2 separate regions of the Sus scrofa genome follow, and region 2 is linked to region 1. The links are chromatin contacts, called in public Hi-C maps. All regions are on one chromosome and are shown on one strand. Each heading gives the region's core, a stretch centred on a gene start, on an enhancer-like site or on the middle of the called end of the contact. The rest is flanking DNA. Distances are from core to core; before and after follow the strand shown.

Region 1 (7,527 bases), core at 2,106-4,605:
GGAGGGGCTGTGACACAGATGAGAGCCTGGGGCTCCCTGCGAGCCTCCGCCTCTGAACCCACCTCTGAACGCACAGGAGGCTCCTCCCGGGCCCCCCTCCGGCCTGCAGCCCAGGCTGTGCTCTCACCCGGGCCACGCCCAGTGGCCTCCCGGAGACGGCGGCCTTTGAAGCGCACCGCCTGGATTATTTATATAATGGAACAGTGCAGCTCGACCCATCAGAGACATAAATGTCCAGGTGTTTTAAATTTGTTTTCCCGTCAGAGTGGTAAATGGCAGGTAGTAAAATGTGGCCCCAGGGTCGTGGCTGTGGGCGCTCCCCACTGCTCTCCGGTGGGCAGGTGGCTGCAGGGCCAGCCCAGGGCCAGGACTCCCCCTGGACGGAGCTCCCCAGGCTGGAGAGGGATCCTACCTCTCGGCTGGGTGAGGGCCCTGGGCTCTTAGTTTCCAGAAGGGTCTCCAGACACCTCCATCTCCTGCCCACCAGGGCCTCTTCCCCCAGACATCTGTGCAGAGAAACCCACAGGCCCTCCGCTCCCCACCCCCCAGGTTAATTGGGGTGCGAGGGCCTGTAACACCCCTAACGAGGTTTCTGTTGCCCTTGCCGACTTCAATTAGGGGGTGCATCTGCTTTTTGATTTTTCCAAGATGGTTTGATTTTCTTTAAAACCCGAACTACAAAGGAACAGACTGCACAGTAGCTTTTTGCAGAAGGTAGGAGATTCTGACTGCTTTTTCCAGACTCGCGTGTTTTGAGATGTGTCAGAATTCATAGGGTGGCTGCTGAAGGGAGATATTACTGTGAGTCGTTCTGGAGAAATCTGACCCTTCGTCCCACTCCCCTCCAGGCCTTTCACCCTCTCCCCTTCAGAGTAATAAAGGCTGTCTCCTTTTTAGGAGGGGGTGGAGGGCTCCCCAGACTGCTACCCAGAAATCTCCCATGATCATCCCTCTGAATGGTGAAAGCGTTTGACATTTCTTTCTTTTCTTTTCTCTCTCTCTTTTTTTTTTTTTTTTTTTTTGTCTTTTTGCCATTTCTTGGGCCGCTCCTGCGGCATATGGAGGTTCCCGGCTAGGGGTCGAATCGGAGCCTTGGCTGCTGGCCTACGCCAGAACCACAGCAACGCGGGATCTGAGCCGTGTCTGCAACCTACACCACAGCTCACGGCAACGCCGGATCCTTAACCCACTGAGCAAGGGCAGGGATCGAACCCGCAACCTCATGGTTCCTAGTCAGATTGATTAACCACTGAGCCACAACAGGAACTCCCACATTTGACATTTCTGTCCTCGGCAGGAAGCACTGGCTCAGAGACGGTGGAAACTCCAGAAATTAGTTCAATTTAGGAGATCAAAGTAGGGAGGGTGGTTGCCAAGGTGATCATCATTCTCTATGGGCTTATAGGCAAGGCCTGAAACAGGGATGCCTTCGGGTCTGGGGAGACGCAAAACCCCTAATGAAAGTTCCATTTGCACTCTCTGTTGGTCCAGCGGGTGTGTGTGTGTGTGTGTGTGTGTGTGTGTGTGTGTGTGTGTGTGTATTAGTGGGGGAGTGGAGCCAAGGAGAAAGGATGCAAAGCTGTGAGACCCTGAAGGTTGACTTGCCATCGAAGAGCTTATCTGCTCATTGCTAGCGGGAGTGCATGGTCCCCAAAGCTGGGTCTGAGCAGAACAGGGCCGACACAATTATGGGGACGGAGGAGTTTGAAGGCCAGAGGTGGGACAAATCCTATCTGGCTTCTGTGGTTAGAGGAGGCTTTCTAGAAGAGCCTGACCTCTGGGAGGTGAGGCCTGGGGGTAGGGGACTGTGAACCAAGGGAGCTGAAAGGAAACACACATGGGAGGGCGAGGCAGAGAGTGAGAGGCCGCCTTGTAAAGACCAAATCCAGGTGGGGCAGGACCTCAGGGGTCCTCAGAGAGCTGCTCGGCGCCCTAGCTCCTGCTCTCGCTTTTCAGCCTGGCGTTCCTCGCTGTGGCATTTCCCCACGAGCCGGAGGCTGCTTCAGAGGTCAGCTTCTAGAAACAGGAACTGGTGATTAGCAGATCAATTAATTAAGATCCCGAGAACCACTGAACTACCCACTGAACTACCTGTCTTCTGTTAACCGAAGACAGACCCCGGCCCCTGATGAGCGCTCTGGTTCTTGAAGAAGGCGACCAGGACAGCAAAGCAAAGACAGTACAGGCCCTGCCCATGGGTGAAATTCCAGCAGCCCAGCTCCGCTGATGACAGAAATGACCGTAATAAAGCAGGGAGGCCACAAGTCAAACAAATAATTTGGTTGACAAATAGGAGTATAAACAAGACCTTGATTAATGAATTTCCTAATAGTTCTCTGTTTATTGACATTAGCTTAGCTTGGTCATTAGGCCTGACGTGGCCCGTGTTTGTGGTATGGTATTATATCTTCCATTATTTTAAGACCCCTTTACCACTTTGGGGGTTGGACGTTTTGTGTCTCTGAGTTCTGTTTCCCTGGCTGGACCATAAGCCCTGAGTTCTGAGACCCTGTGGTGTGCTTATTGAATGAAAGGTCACGGAGCTTCCTATGCATGGTAAGTAGAAAAAAAATGAGAGATGTGAGAAGAGCCGCCAACTTCAGCATCCTAAGTGGGCTGGGAACTGAGTTCTAGGACCCTTTCATTATAACTTGTTGCCTTTTTCACGAATCGATGAAACCTGTTCCCTTTTTTTTTTTTTAAAGTATTTTCTTTTCTTTTTGGTGGGGGTGGTCTTTTTTTTAGGGCTGCATCTACAGCATATGGAGGTTCCCAGGCTAGGGTCAATCGGAACTGTAGCCTCTGGCCTACGCCACAGCCACAGCAACGCCAGATCCTAACCACAATTGCGACCTACACCACAGCGCCTGGCAACGCCGGATCTTAACCCACGGAGCGAGGCCAGGGATTGAACCTGCGTCCTCATGGATGCTAGTCAGATTTGTTACCGCTGAGCCACGATGGGTACTCCAAACCTGCTCTGTTTTGATTGCTCCATGCCTGGGGAGGGGGGAGCATCCCAGCAGGCTTACCTTTCTGGTGCTACAGGCCTTCAAAAAGGAGCGCAGAAGGAAGCAGTCGACCGATAGCACATGAAATAGAGGAGCATTATCCCCTGCAAACAAGAGCTTCCCGTGGCTCAGCGTAGCCATGACTTAAGACTGCTTCTGACAGACCTCATCTTCCTAAAGCATTTTGGGGACCCTCAGCCACTGTGTCTGGTGGCCAGAACCCAAGCCAGGGTTGTCCTGGAAGGGTGCCAGCAGGCCTACAGTTAATCACCAATCCCTGGCCAGTGCATGCCAGGAACCATTGTCCTTGTCAACGGCGTGGGCCCTGTGGTGCCCGGCCAACATTCCAGCCCGGGGCGACTCTGGCTGCAGCTTGAGGTACTTGGTGAAAAGCAAAGGCAGGAGGGGTTGAAGCTGTAAATGCCAGCTGTATTTTTATTGGTCGTCTGCAACTTCAAAGGTTTCCTTGCTTTAAAGGAGGCACAAGCAGGTATCCAGGCAGCCCTCCACGCTCCCGGCCTTGATGCCTTATTGATTTTCAATGTGGCTTGACTCCCAGGTGAGCAGACTTCAAAACGGTCTGTATTTTTCTGCTGTTGTGTTTTCATCCCCGTTAGTTTCCATCTCCAGCAAGATTCGGTTTAGGTCTTGAGGGGCAGCTTTTCCTTCTTCAGCTTTCTCTCCATAACTTTCTGCTGGACAGGATCTCAGACAGCCAGGGTCACTTCTGCGGGGGTGTATCTCATGTTGTTTGTACCGAGCAGGACCAGCTGCTGGCAAGTGTGAGGGAGAAGATGCAGTCCTTGCCCCAGAAGGGTTCGCTCCTATCTGATCTTCCAAGTGTGGCCGCCATGGCAGGTGGGGTGGGGCTGGTGGCTTGATGTGGCCTCCCAGTTGAACGCCCTTGTGCCGAACTGACCTCAGGCCAGCAAGTGTTTATTGAGCTGTGGTGTGCCTGGCCCCGAGTCTAGAAGATTCACAAATGCTTACTGGAGGTTAGACAGGTTATTCTTAGCAGTTAGGGAATCAGGTTATTCTTAGCTCATCTTTATAAATGAGGAGGCTGGTTTTGCAGGGGTCTAATAACATACCCAAGTTCACTTAGCAAGCAGATGGCAGGGCAGGATCTGACCCCTGGGCTGCTCTTGCTACCATCCCAGGCGGGGCTGGGGGTGTGCCCCTGTGTGTGTGTGTGTGTGTGTGTGTGTGTGGGCGTGCGTGCACGCACGCGTGCATTGAGAGGAGAAGAAGGAAAGAACACTAGAAACTTCTCATCTCACTGGCAGACACACCTACTCCTGTGCAATAAACAAACAAGAAGAGGTTAATGTGTAGGTGATAATAATAATAGCTCACACCGTTCCAGCCCCTACCGACCCCTACCGGGTGCCAGGGACTGGTTAAGTGTTTCCCCAATGTCAACTAATCCTTATGAGGAAGCTGAAGCACAGAGATGTCAAGTAACTCTCCCAAGGTAACACAGCTGGGAATGTCAGAGTTGAGATTGAAACACAAAGTGTATCTTAAACACTCGATTGCAAGTTCCAGGCCTGCCAGAGAGGGTTGCCAGCAGTGTAGAGAGAGCACTGCCTTTCACTGAGAGATTTTCTGCCTGCTCTCTCACATTTGGCTTCTTGTAAGCCTTCAAGGGTGGGGAGGCAGGAGGCCGAGTCTCAGTGTCACTTCCTTTTGCAGACGAGGTGAGACACAGGGATGTCACCCAGACCACAGCCCAGCCTGCCCTCTTGCCACTACAGGGGTCTCTGTAGGGAAACATGTTGGGACATCGAATAGATGTTTGGCACAAGTGTCTTGACTACCAACTGGGACACCCAGGTCCGTGAAAGCAGTCTCCTAAACAAGCAGTTACTTTCCATCTGCTGTGGTCACAGACTGCGCTGGAAAGTGATTTTTATGAATATAGAGGAAAGTAGCAGGGGAGAGGCTGGGTCCAGGTCCAGGTCCAGGTCCAGGTCCAGGGGAATTCCCCGGTGCCCTGGGCACAAGGCCTCCTGCTCCACAGCCAGGCAGGAGGAGAGGCCTTTGAAGTCACAGACCACCAATAAAATTGCAGCTGGCACCAGGAGCTCCCGGGACTCCAGGCGTGAGATTTTACACCACTCGGGCTGAGCCAGTGCTGACAGGGCTGGAATGTGCCCTGGACTCCCCTTTCCTCGGCAAGAGCCACCAGGGTGCCTTAGCCCCTGGCCACTCCATCACCCAATCAATCACGCAGCAGCCAGGGCCCATTAGCCCCCACAAGGAGCAGCTCACAGTGGAGGTGTGGGCTCAGGACGGACGCAGGCAGCGCCCTGCCACAGCGCCAGCGGGCTCTGAGTCCAGGCTGGCTGTGTGGACACAGGCAACTCCCTGCTAAGTGATGGTGGCTGGTGAAGGCAAGGCCAGGGGAGGAGGATGAGGGCTGGAGCCTCCTTAGGTTTCAGCATGGATGAACGCAGGGAGGCTAGGATAAGGGGGCACGCTCCTGCCCCCCACTTTCCTCCCTCTTCCCTTATCTCCCCTTCTTTCCCTAGTCACCTTTATTTTATGTCTTTTCCAGGGCCTCACCTGTGGCACATGTAGGTTCCCAAGGTAGGGGTCTAATCAGAGCTGTAGCTGCCGGCCTTCGCCACAGCCACAGCAACGCAGGATCCAAGCCGCATCTGCAACCTACACCACAGCTCATGGCAACGCTGGATCTTAACCCACTGAGCAAGCCGGGGATCGAACCCACAACCTCATGGTTCCTGGTTCTGATTTGTTAACTACTGAGCCATGACGAGAACTTCCCCCGGTCACCTTCAAACTGCTGGTTATGTCTGGCCCTATGCTTGGAGTGGCCCCATCTCATGGTCTGAGACAGGTAGGACTTTGGAGGACCTGGAGGAAGAAGGTACAGGACGGGACCCTGGCATCCACTGTGGGGGGTCTCACAAAGCTGGGCATTTAGATTATTGTTTTTCCTACCAAGTCACAGCTTAGAGACATTTTAGGACTTGCTGCAGACAGCCTACTGCCCTCCAGCATGGTTTTTGCCAGTTTACACTTCTCAGCAGCCTTTGAACGGACCTGTTTTCCCACTGTCTCTACTACACTGGCTTAGACTCATTTTCATCTTGGGGACGATGAGGTCTCAGACCAGCCCCGCTTCTCTGCAGTGGAGCTGTGGCTTGAGTTTGTTTGTTTGCCTGCTTCTCCTTGGCTCTGGCCACCCTGGAAGATGGTGCACTTTTTTATACTCTGCTCATCTCCTTGCTGAGCTGAATGGAAGCCTGTGGGGAACCAGCAATCTGACAGCGCTAACCTTGGACATCGGCCTCCAGGATGGCCAGTGGGTCCCTATGCCTTCTTCAGAAGTCCTAGCTGCTCCCTCAGAACAACCACCCAGAAAGAAGGGACACTCAGGAGTCTGAGCACACATGCAGGTAGCAATCACCCAGCTGCAAATCCTCAAGTGCTTATGGCGAGAAGACGCAGCACCTTCCCTCGTAAATAATGATTCTTCATGGACGTGGAGAACAGACTTGTGGTTGCCAAGAGGGAGGGGAGGGAGTGGGAGGAACTGGGAATTTGGGGTTAATAGATGGAAACAATTGCCTTTGGAATGGATAAGCAATGGGATCCTGATGTGTAGCACTGGAAACTATGTCTGGTCACTTGTGACGGAGCGTGATAATGGGAGACAAAAGAATGTATACACCCATGTGTGACTGGGTCAACTTGCTGTGTAGTATAAAATTGACAGAACACTGTAAATCAGCTATAATGGAAAAAAATAAAAAGAGTTATAAAAATAATTAAAAAATAAAAGCAATTCCTCTAATAAATAAATAGTGATTCTTTATGATGGCCAGATCACCTTGTCCAATCTGCTGACCTGCCATTGTCACCAACAGACCCTTTCTGATTCCAAAAGTGGTCCTAGTCCTTTGTGGACATAAAAAAAGAAAGAACATGTAAAGAAGAAAATAAAAGTCATACATGGCCACTGAGGGGAAAAAAAAAAACCACTGTTGCCATTTTGGTGTATACGTTTCCACAATTTTCTCTTCTACATATTTTTTTTTCAGAATTAGGATTATATAAACATGCAACATATTTTAAAAATTATTATAGGAGTCCCTGCAGTGACACACTGGGTTAATGTTCTGGCTTGTCTCTATGGAGGCACCTGTTCAATCCCCAGCCCTGTGCAGTGGGTTTAGGATTCAGCATTCCTGCAGGTGTGGCATAGGTTGCAGCTCCAGCTCAGATTCAGTCCCTGGCCTGGGAAACTTCTATATGCCAAGGGGGTGGCCAAAGAAGAAAAACAAAAGAAAAAATTATCACAAATAATTTAAAAGCTATTAAAATTTGCCATAAACATTTTTGTGGGGTTTGTTTGTTTTGGTGTTTTGTTTTGCCTAGTCTTTTTTTTAGGGCCTCATCCATGGCATATAAAGTTCTCGGGCAAGGGGTCTAATTGGAGCTGCAGCTGCCAGGCTGGACCATAGCCACAGCAGCACCAGATCTGAAC
Region 2 (7,527 bases), core at 2,248-4,747, 270 kb after region 1:
GGTTCGCTGCTTTCTCCCTTTCTCCAAAAGTGCTGGGAGTGGGCCATGTGCCAACCCTGGGATGGGCAATGGGTGCCACCTGTGGGGGCCCTGAGCTTTGCTCTGGAGTGCTGTCCACCCAGCACCAGACACAAAGGCCCCAGACTGTCCTTGACCAAGAGTCAGGAGCAAAGGCCTTTGGTCATTGTGGGTCCATTAAAAAACACTCCTCCTCCTCCACCCAGCTGCTGCCTTCCACAGAGTCTATCCCTGCCCATCTTGAAGGTGAAAGGACCCTCCAATAAGGCCCAGATTCCACAGGTCCACAAAACTTTTCTCCTCCCCAGCTGTGGGGCTTCTCCTATTTGTGCAGTCCTCCTGAGCATGTCTTAGGGGAGGGAGAGATCACATATTCCATAGATTCCATAGACTGAGTGAGGTAGACCCAAAGTGTCTGGCACCCGCAGGCCTCTTCAGCAGCAGCTCTGAGCCCTGGACCCTGGAGCTGCGATTGCCTTAGGGTCAGGCTGGCAACTATCAAATCTTTGGGGACTTGAACACCTCCCAGGTGCTCTGTCCTGTGGCAAATACCATCAGGAAGGGGGCTAGGCAGGGAGGGGGCTGCAGAGTCTAAAGAGACCTTAGCTGTGCTTGGAGCCTTTTTTAAGGCAGGCACTCAGCTGCCTCTGGGGCAAGAAGTTCTAGTCCAGACTTGCTAGAACCAATTTCCTGCAAATATGGGCGAAGGGGAGAACTAGCGGCATATGGACACACACCTACGTGTTGGGTAATGGCGTTACAGGTCCTCTGTGCTTGCTCTGTAATGACTTTTCATATGGCACACACTTCGTTATCCAAGATGGCAGGTGCCACGTGCATTCTCCTGGCAGGTCTGACTCTTGGGCTAGGCACCCAGAGGCCACAAAGAGGGCAACACTAGAAGAGATAGTCTTAAGTTCCAGAAAATCTACCTGAGCTGAACGTGGGCAAGACCCAGTCCTGAAGGAAGTTCAATCTTGAAGCTAAGGGTCCAGGGAGGGGCATATTCCAGGTGGAAGCTGTGGCCAAGTTTTCAAAGTTTACCCACTTTTTCAAGGTTAGTATTCTTAGACCTACTCCAGCAATAGGGACCTGAAAGGTCACACAGGCCTCATCTAATAGTAGAGAGAATGAGAGCAGACAATAAACTAGCCCAAAGTCTTACACCAGAAAGGTACAGCCCAGGCCCACTCACCTGCACAGACCACGGTGTTCCCCACTACTGCCTAATCATGCCAAGGCCACAAGCTGAGACCTGCCTGCCAATCCTTAACTGTATGGCTGAGGAAGACATCTTGGAAAGAGTGGGTTGCCCTTTCTTTTTTTTTTTTTTTTTTTTTTTTTGGTCTTTTTGCTTTTTCTAGGGCCGCTCCCTTGGCATGTGGAGATTCCCAGGCTAGGGGTGGTCTAATGGGAACCGAAGCCACCAGCCTACGCCAGAGCCACAGCAATGCAGGATCTGAGCCGCGTCTACGATGTTAACCGTTGAGCCAGGGTTGCCCTTTCTTGGGACTAGCAAGGTGGACTCTGAAGCTCAATGTGGCCAGGGGTAAATACTTCCCCATGTCTTCCAGAGTCCTCTAAGACCAAGGAAACCCTGTGTGGCAGCACACAGGACTCTGGATAAAGCGGCCTGGACACAGCAGGGATCAAAGTCAAAACTTGACCTCAGGGCTCTGGACCCCCATTCCAGTGCTCCTAGCACAAGCTTGTGAGTACATTTTAAAAGGGAGGAACCAAGAAGTGTGGCCTAGACACAGACTGCACTGTCCTAAGCTGAAGACAGAGCCGAGGCCTTGTTTTGGCTTGGGTCTTGACACCTGGAGCCAGAGAGGCCCCAGCCTGCAACAGCTCTGAGCCAAGAGGGGAAACAACAGGAGGCGGAAAGGACCAGTCCGGGAAGGAGCTAACCCCGGGATTTTCAAACCCGTAGAAACCGCCACAACATCCCCCTCTTCCACTCCAGCTCCTCCACCTACTCCCCTGACTTCTTCCAGAGAACCAGCACCACGTGTTTACACACCGCCCTGAAAAAGAAGCAAAAAACCAAAAAACAAAAAAAACCAAGATCCCCCTTTATGCCCCCTCGTCCAGGAGCTCAGTGACCGGGTTCTCAGATTGAAATTGGCCAGAGCCCGAATTAGAGCTGTGAGGCCAGAAGGTGGAGGGGTCTTGCCTCTATTCTGCCCTCCCCAACCACCCACAGGAGACGCGCCACGACCATCCGAAATGACCTGCCCTCGCCTCCCGGTGGGCAGACTCCCGGGGAGGCCCACCCGAGGCAACTTCCGTAGAGGGCACGCGGAAGTGCCGTGCCCTTCTCGGCCGTGGGACCCGTGGGGTTAAGTCCGAGTCCCCGCCCAGCGAGGAGCAGAGAGCCGTGAGCCGGGCGGTACCGGCCGCGGGGCAGCCGGCCCGGTTAGGAGAAGGAAAGGCGGGATCCTCCAAGAAGTAGATTCTCAGGCGTCCGCCTATGGCCACTGCCAACTTTCCCCCACTTCTTTCTCCTACTCCCTCCCCTTTTCCCTCGCGAACCGCTCGGGTCCGGAGCTCCTAGGATGGGGGTGGGGCACTGTCAGCAGGAAAAGCCAAATATTTGAGGGGCGCCGAGCATGTCCAAACTCTCTCATCCCACTGGTCGGCTCCAGGTCAGAACCCGCCCGGCAAACAGCGGCCCCGGTAGCAGCGTGATGACCCAGGGGACACTCGGCGGGGCATTTCGAAAAGCTGTCCAAAGTTTTTTCCCCCTTGAGGCTGCCTCCACCCCTCTCTCTCCCCTTCTTCCCGGCACCCCCTTAAGTCCTCCGCCTTCTCTTCTCCCCTCTCTCCTCCCCACCTCGATCCTCCCCTTTTCTTCTCCCTGCGTCTTCGCTCTGCTCCCCCCCCCCCGTCCGTCTCCTCCCACGCTCTTTGGGCGTCCGCTCCGTCAATCACTGCCGCCGCCGGCCCCTGCCTGGCCCTCTCCTCCTCCTAGGCTCGCGGAGCGCCTCCGGCTCCGGTCTCGGGCCGCCCTCCGCATTGCGCGGAGCCCGGCGATCTGTCAGCGGAGCTGGCTGGGTGGGGGGAGCCGCCCGGCCCGCCGGGGCTCGGGTTACCAGTGACTGACAGCGTCTCCATGGCGAATAATTTGACTCCGACTATTGTCTGGCGCGGGCAGGCCCCGGGTCAGATAACCAGACCAATCAGGACGCGGGCCGCCGCGCCCCATGCCCGCTTAGAATAATATTATTAAAAAAGCAGCTAGCGAGCTAGACGGGAGGGAGAGAGAGCGAGAAGCTAGCGAAGGAACGGTGGGCGGGCGGCGGGCGCGGAGCATGCGGAGCGGCGCCCCGGGCGGCCCCCGGGCTTGGACGGGGCGCTGGCTAGGCGCGCGGGCGGCGGGGGCGCGGAGCGGCGCAGGACCCGCGGCCGGCGCGAGGACTTACTGCCGTGAGTCGGATTTCGCCCCGGAGCCAGCCGCAGGCCAGGGGGCCCCCCGCCCGCCTCTCGGCCCGGACCGCCCGGCGGGGAGGTGCCCATGCGGTTCCGCGCCGCGCGGTGAGGGCGCGCGCGGGCGGGCGGGGGCGCAGCCGGCACCATGTCCATGCTGCCCACCTTCGGCTTCACGCAGGAGCAAGTGGCGTGCGTGTGCGAGGTGCTGCAGCAGGGCGGCAACATCGAGCGGCTGGGCCGCTTCCTGTGGTCGCTGCCCGCCTGCGAGCACCTCCACAAGAATGAAAGCGTGCTTAAAGCCAAGGCGGTGGTGGCCTTCCACCGCGGCAACTTCCGCGAGCTCTACAAGATCCTGGAGAGCCACCAGTTCTCGCCGCACAACCACGCCAAGCTGCAGCAGCTGTGGCTCAAGGCGCACTACATCGAGGCGGAGAAGCTGCGCGGTCGGCCGCTGGGCGCGGTGGGCAAGTACCGCGTGCGCCGCAAGTTTCCGCTGCCGCGCTCCATCTGGGACGGCGAGGAGACCAGCTATTGCTTCAAGGAAAAGAGTCGCAGCGTGCTGCGCGAGTGGTACGCGCACAACCCCTACCCCTCACCCCGAGAGAAGCGCGAGCTGGCGGAGGCCACGGGCCTCACCACCACGCAGGTCAGCAACTGGTTCAAGAACCGGCGGCAGCGCGACCGGGCAGCCGAGGCCAAGGAAAGGTACGAGTAAGTAGAGCTTCGGCGCCAGCTCCCCTGGGCTCCAGGGAGGGGGTCCCAGGGCGTAGGCTCAGCCCCCTGGAGAGGCCTGAACTGGGTCCCCAGTCCCAGCCAGGGTCTCGCTGCAGCCTGGTCTGACCAAGACGGAGCTTTTGGGAAACCAGGAGATTAGAAATTTGTCTAAAGCGGGTAAGGCAATCGGGAAGTTGTCCACTAACTCCCTGGTCGCTCGTAAGCAAAAGTGGAGAGGCAGCGAGCTTCGGGGCAAAAGTGAGACAGCGGGCCTGGATCCCAGGCAAGGGAGGCACAGCAGGCAGGGCTTGTTAGTCCTCCGAAGGGCCGAGGAGGACCTAGGGTTTGGGCGCGGAGGGACTAGCTATCGATGGTTGCGGGGTTTAGAATGCCTCAGGGAATTTACCAGCACGTCCCAGAACTTCTCGTCCACGGATTAGGGATCAGCACTCAGATTGGAACTTTCTTGATTGACGACCTAGATATGGAAGGGCCTGGGCAAGAATTTTCCTTGTCTGGATATGGCAGTTCATAGGGAAAGGCTTTTATCCCGCATAGAAAGGACCAAGAGGTGAAAGGCTTGGGGAAGAAGTGTTTGTCAGCTCTAGGAGAGAAGCACATGTCCCTTTTCTGCCTCGTTGGGCCCAGCAGCCTTTCCCTGGCCCTGCCAAGCTCTTAGCCCCTCTTTCCTCAGGCTCTACCCTCTTTGGAGGATCCGTTGGCAGGTCTGGGGTGAGTTGAGAGCAGCAGAAGAGCTGGGAGTTGCTTGTCCTCAGGGAAACCAGGACTTCCTGAACTAGCCATGCAGTTGACCATTGGCCCTTGTGGCTGCCAGCCCTGTGGCCCCCTCAGAGTCCCAAATCTGGAGGGGGAAATGGGAAACTGATTATGGGAACAGAATCCAGCCTGAGTGTAACAGCAAAACAAGACACCTGGGATTGGTGATATGGGGTGTGTGGCAGCCCAGAGTGAATGGTCAGGATCAAAGTGGGGGTGCTGAACAGTGGACTCCGAGGTGGGATGGGGCTGTTTCAAGCTCACCCCCTCTCTATGGACCACAGTTGGGGTATCCACAGTTGTAAGGTTTTAGCTACCAGCCCTGTGGGAAGTTCCTTTCCAAGAAAAGAGAGGAGGCCCTGGGAAGCCAGGAAAGCAAGACTCTACCCAAGAATTCACATCTCCAAATCTGAGCAGGGGAGCTGTTGGTCAAAGGCAGGGCAGGAGGTGGGTTCTCCCTGCTGAGGTCCCCCTCTACCCAGACTGGCCTGTATCCAGAATCTTAAAGAACTGGGTTCTCTGGCTAAGTCCCTCAGTTTCCGGTATGGTGGGAAAATCTTGGCCAAGAAAGGCAGTCCCCTTCGTTCTTCTTTCTCCCTTCTTCCAGAAGCTGCCCTCCAAGCCCCCAGCTTCCAGCCCCCAACCGAAGGTCCCACTGTGCCACGGGGGAGAAGGAGTCTGCATCCTTGGGGCCTTGTCCCTGGGCCCAGCACAGAAAACCTTAAATCGGCCTACTGGTTGGAAACAGAGGAAAAAGACCTTTAGCTCCAGAAAACTCTGCCTTGGATAGGGATTTCCCTCCAGCAGAGAAAAGCAAAGGGGGACCAAGGCCTGGGAGATCCCCAACTTCAAGTGAACCCCCAGCCTAGAACCTGGGGTCCCTGACTCTCCTGGCACCACTTCCCTGCAGCAGACCCTGGCTTGAGGAGCCAAGAGTGTTCTGAAAATCCAGGCATCTTCTCTTCCTCCCTGTCTCTCTCCCCAACAATTCCACTGAATCCTGCTCCCCTGCCCCTCCACTCTGGAAAAGCAAAGCCAGAAACTCCGTAGGGGTAAGTGAGGAGGGCAGAACACTGCATGCAGATGAGATGCTGGTGAGATTAAGAGCAGAGGAGGTGGGCAGGTAGAAGGGATACGGGGGAGAAGTCTGAGAGAGAGAAATTGGTTCTGGAGAGACTGAGAGAACTGAAAGAACCGGAGCGGCGTGTCGGAGAAAATGACAGAAACCGAAAACCCCCGCAGGCGCCGCGAGGCGGCTCTGCCTCCGGCCGTCCTGGCGCCAAGCGGCCTCGGTTTCCCCGCTGACCCGGCTGCTTCGCTCTTGCACTTGCAGGGAGAACAGCGAGAACTCCAACTCCAACAGCCACAACCCGCTGGCTGCGTCGCTGAACGGCAGCGGCAAGTCGGTGCTAGGCAGCTCGGAGGACGAGAAGACGCCGTCGGGGACGCCAGATCACTCGTCGTCCAGCCCCGCGCTGCTGCTCAGCCCGCCGCCGCCGCCCGGGCTGCCGTCCCTGCACAGCCTGGGCCACCCTCCCGGCCCCAGCGCCGTGCCGGTGCCCGTGCCCGGCGGAGGCGGCGCGGACCCACTGCAGCACCACCACGGCCTGCAGGACTCCATCCTCAACCCCATGTCGGCCAACCTCGTGGACCTGGGCTCCTAGAGCCCCGCCTGCCTCGACGCGCTTGTCTCCTGGGCTAGGCGCTGGGGACCTGAGAGGGACCGCGTCCGGAGGGCGCCCCGCGCCGGCGGCCCCATCAGGTACTGAAAGACCCGCGCGCAGAGCGGGCAGAACTGCCGGCCCCCGGCAGAGCAGATGGCTCTCTGGTTTGGTCTTTGTGCGGGATTTATGTTCAACAAGTTGCTTTGGAGAGCCTTTGGAGGCCTGGGACCGGGGCTTGAACCAGGGAAGGGAATAAATTATACATCATTCTTCTACTCTCTCTCTCCCTGCCTTCCCTTCACCTCTCTTCTCTCGCCTTTCTTGCTCTTTCTTCCTCTTCTTTCCCCTTCCTTCTCTTCTGTCGTCTCCTTTCCCCCACCTCTTCTTGTTTTCCCCCTTTTCACTGTCTCTGCTTCGCTTTGACTTCTGGCTTGTTACCGCTCACTAGGTTTCTGTTACTCTATCTCGGTTTTTCTGTTTCTCCTCTCCGCCGACCTCCTGCACTTCGCGGGCGGTACCCCCTCGGTCTCTCTCCTCTCGCTTGGCGGTCACTTTGCTTCCCCCCCAATCCTGACTTTCCTGAGCTGAGAGTGGGAGTCCAAAGAGCAAAGGAGAGACAGGGCCTTTGAACCCAGCTTTTCTCCAGGCCCTCCCCCTGGGCGTCAGCGGAGGGGCTGCAGGTGTCAGTTTAGCACCTTTCACTTAAGTGAAGGACAAAGGGCGGCAGCGTAGCCCCTGGCCTCCCCCTTGAAGCCTGCCTCTCCCTCTCTCCCTCTCTTTCTTTCTCAGCGAGGCCCCAACACCCGCTCTCCTCTTCCTCCCGGGACGGTGGCCACAGTGCTCCCAGCACAGCGTGCCTCCCCAGCCTCGGATTTGCCATCTCCCTGTTATGCCCTCATGTGAATGTTCCTTGGGAAATATT

The links. Hi-C and Micro-C count contacts between places; a contact is called where the count stands out from the background.
Region 2: a Hi-C map of skeletal muscle shows a contact between it and region 1, with 5 times the contacts expected there. The contact joins the promoter of SIX2 here to the enhancer-like site in region 1. A contact is called at or near these places in 3 of 47 Hi-C or Micro-C datasets (fetal heart ventricle, fetal skeletal muscle and skeletal muscle) and 1 of 2 datasets of contacts at active chromatin or transcription factors (skeletal muscle).

What each region holds. Positions count from the first base shown.
Region 1 is chr3:95,184,231-95,191,757 of Sscrofa11.1, forward strand. No RefSeq gene overlaps it. Among named protein-coding and RNA genes, the nearest start is that of SIX2, 270 kb to the right of the region's middle. Within about 2 kb of position 3,356, at least 4 of the 83 cell types and tissues checked have an H3K27ac peak or open chromatin away from gene starts, as enhancers often do. A contact at or near this core is called in skeletal muscle, where this site is marked.
Region 2 is chr3:95,456,549-95,464,075 of Sscrofa11.1, forward strand. It overlaps SIX2 (homeobox protein SIX2), which reads left to right and starts at 3,498. Exons shown (of 2, transcript XM_005662581.3): 1 at 3,498-4,161; 2 at 6,275-6,880. The coding sequence starts at 3,596. The coding sequence ends at 6,605.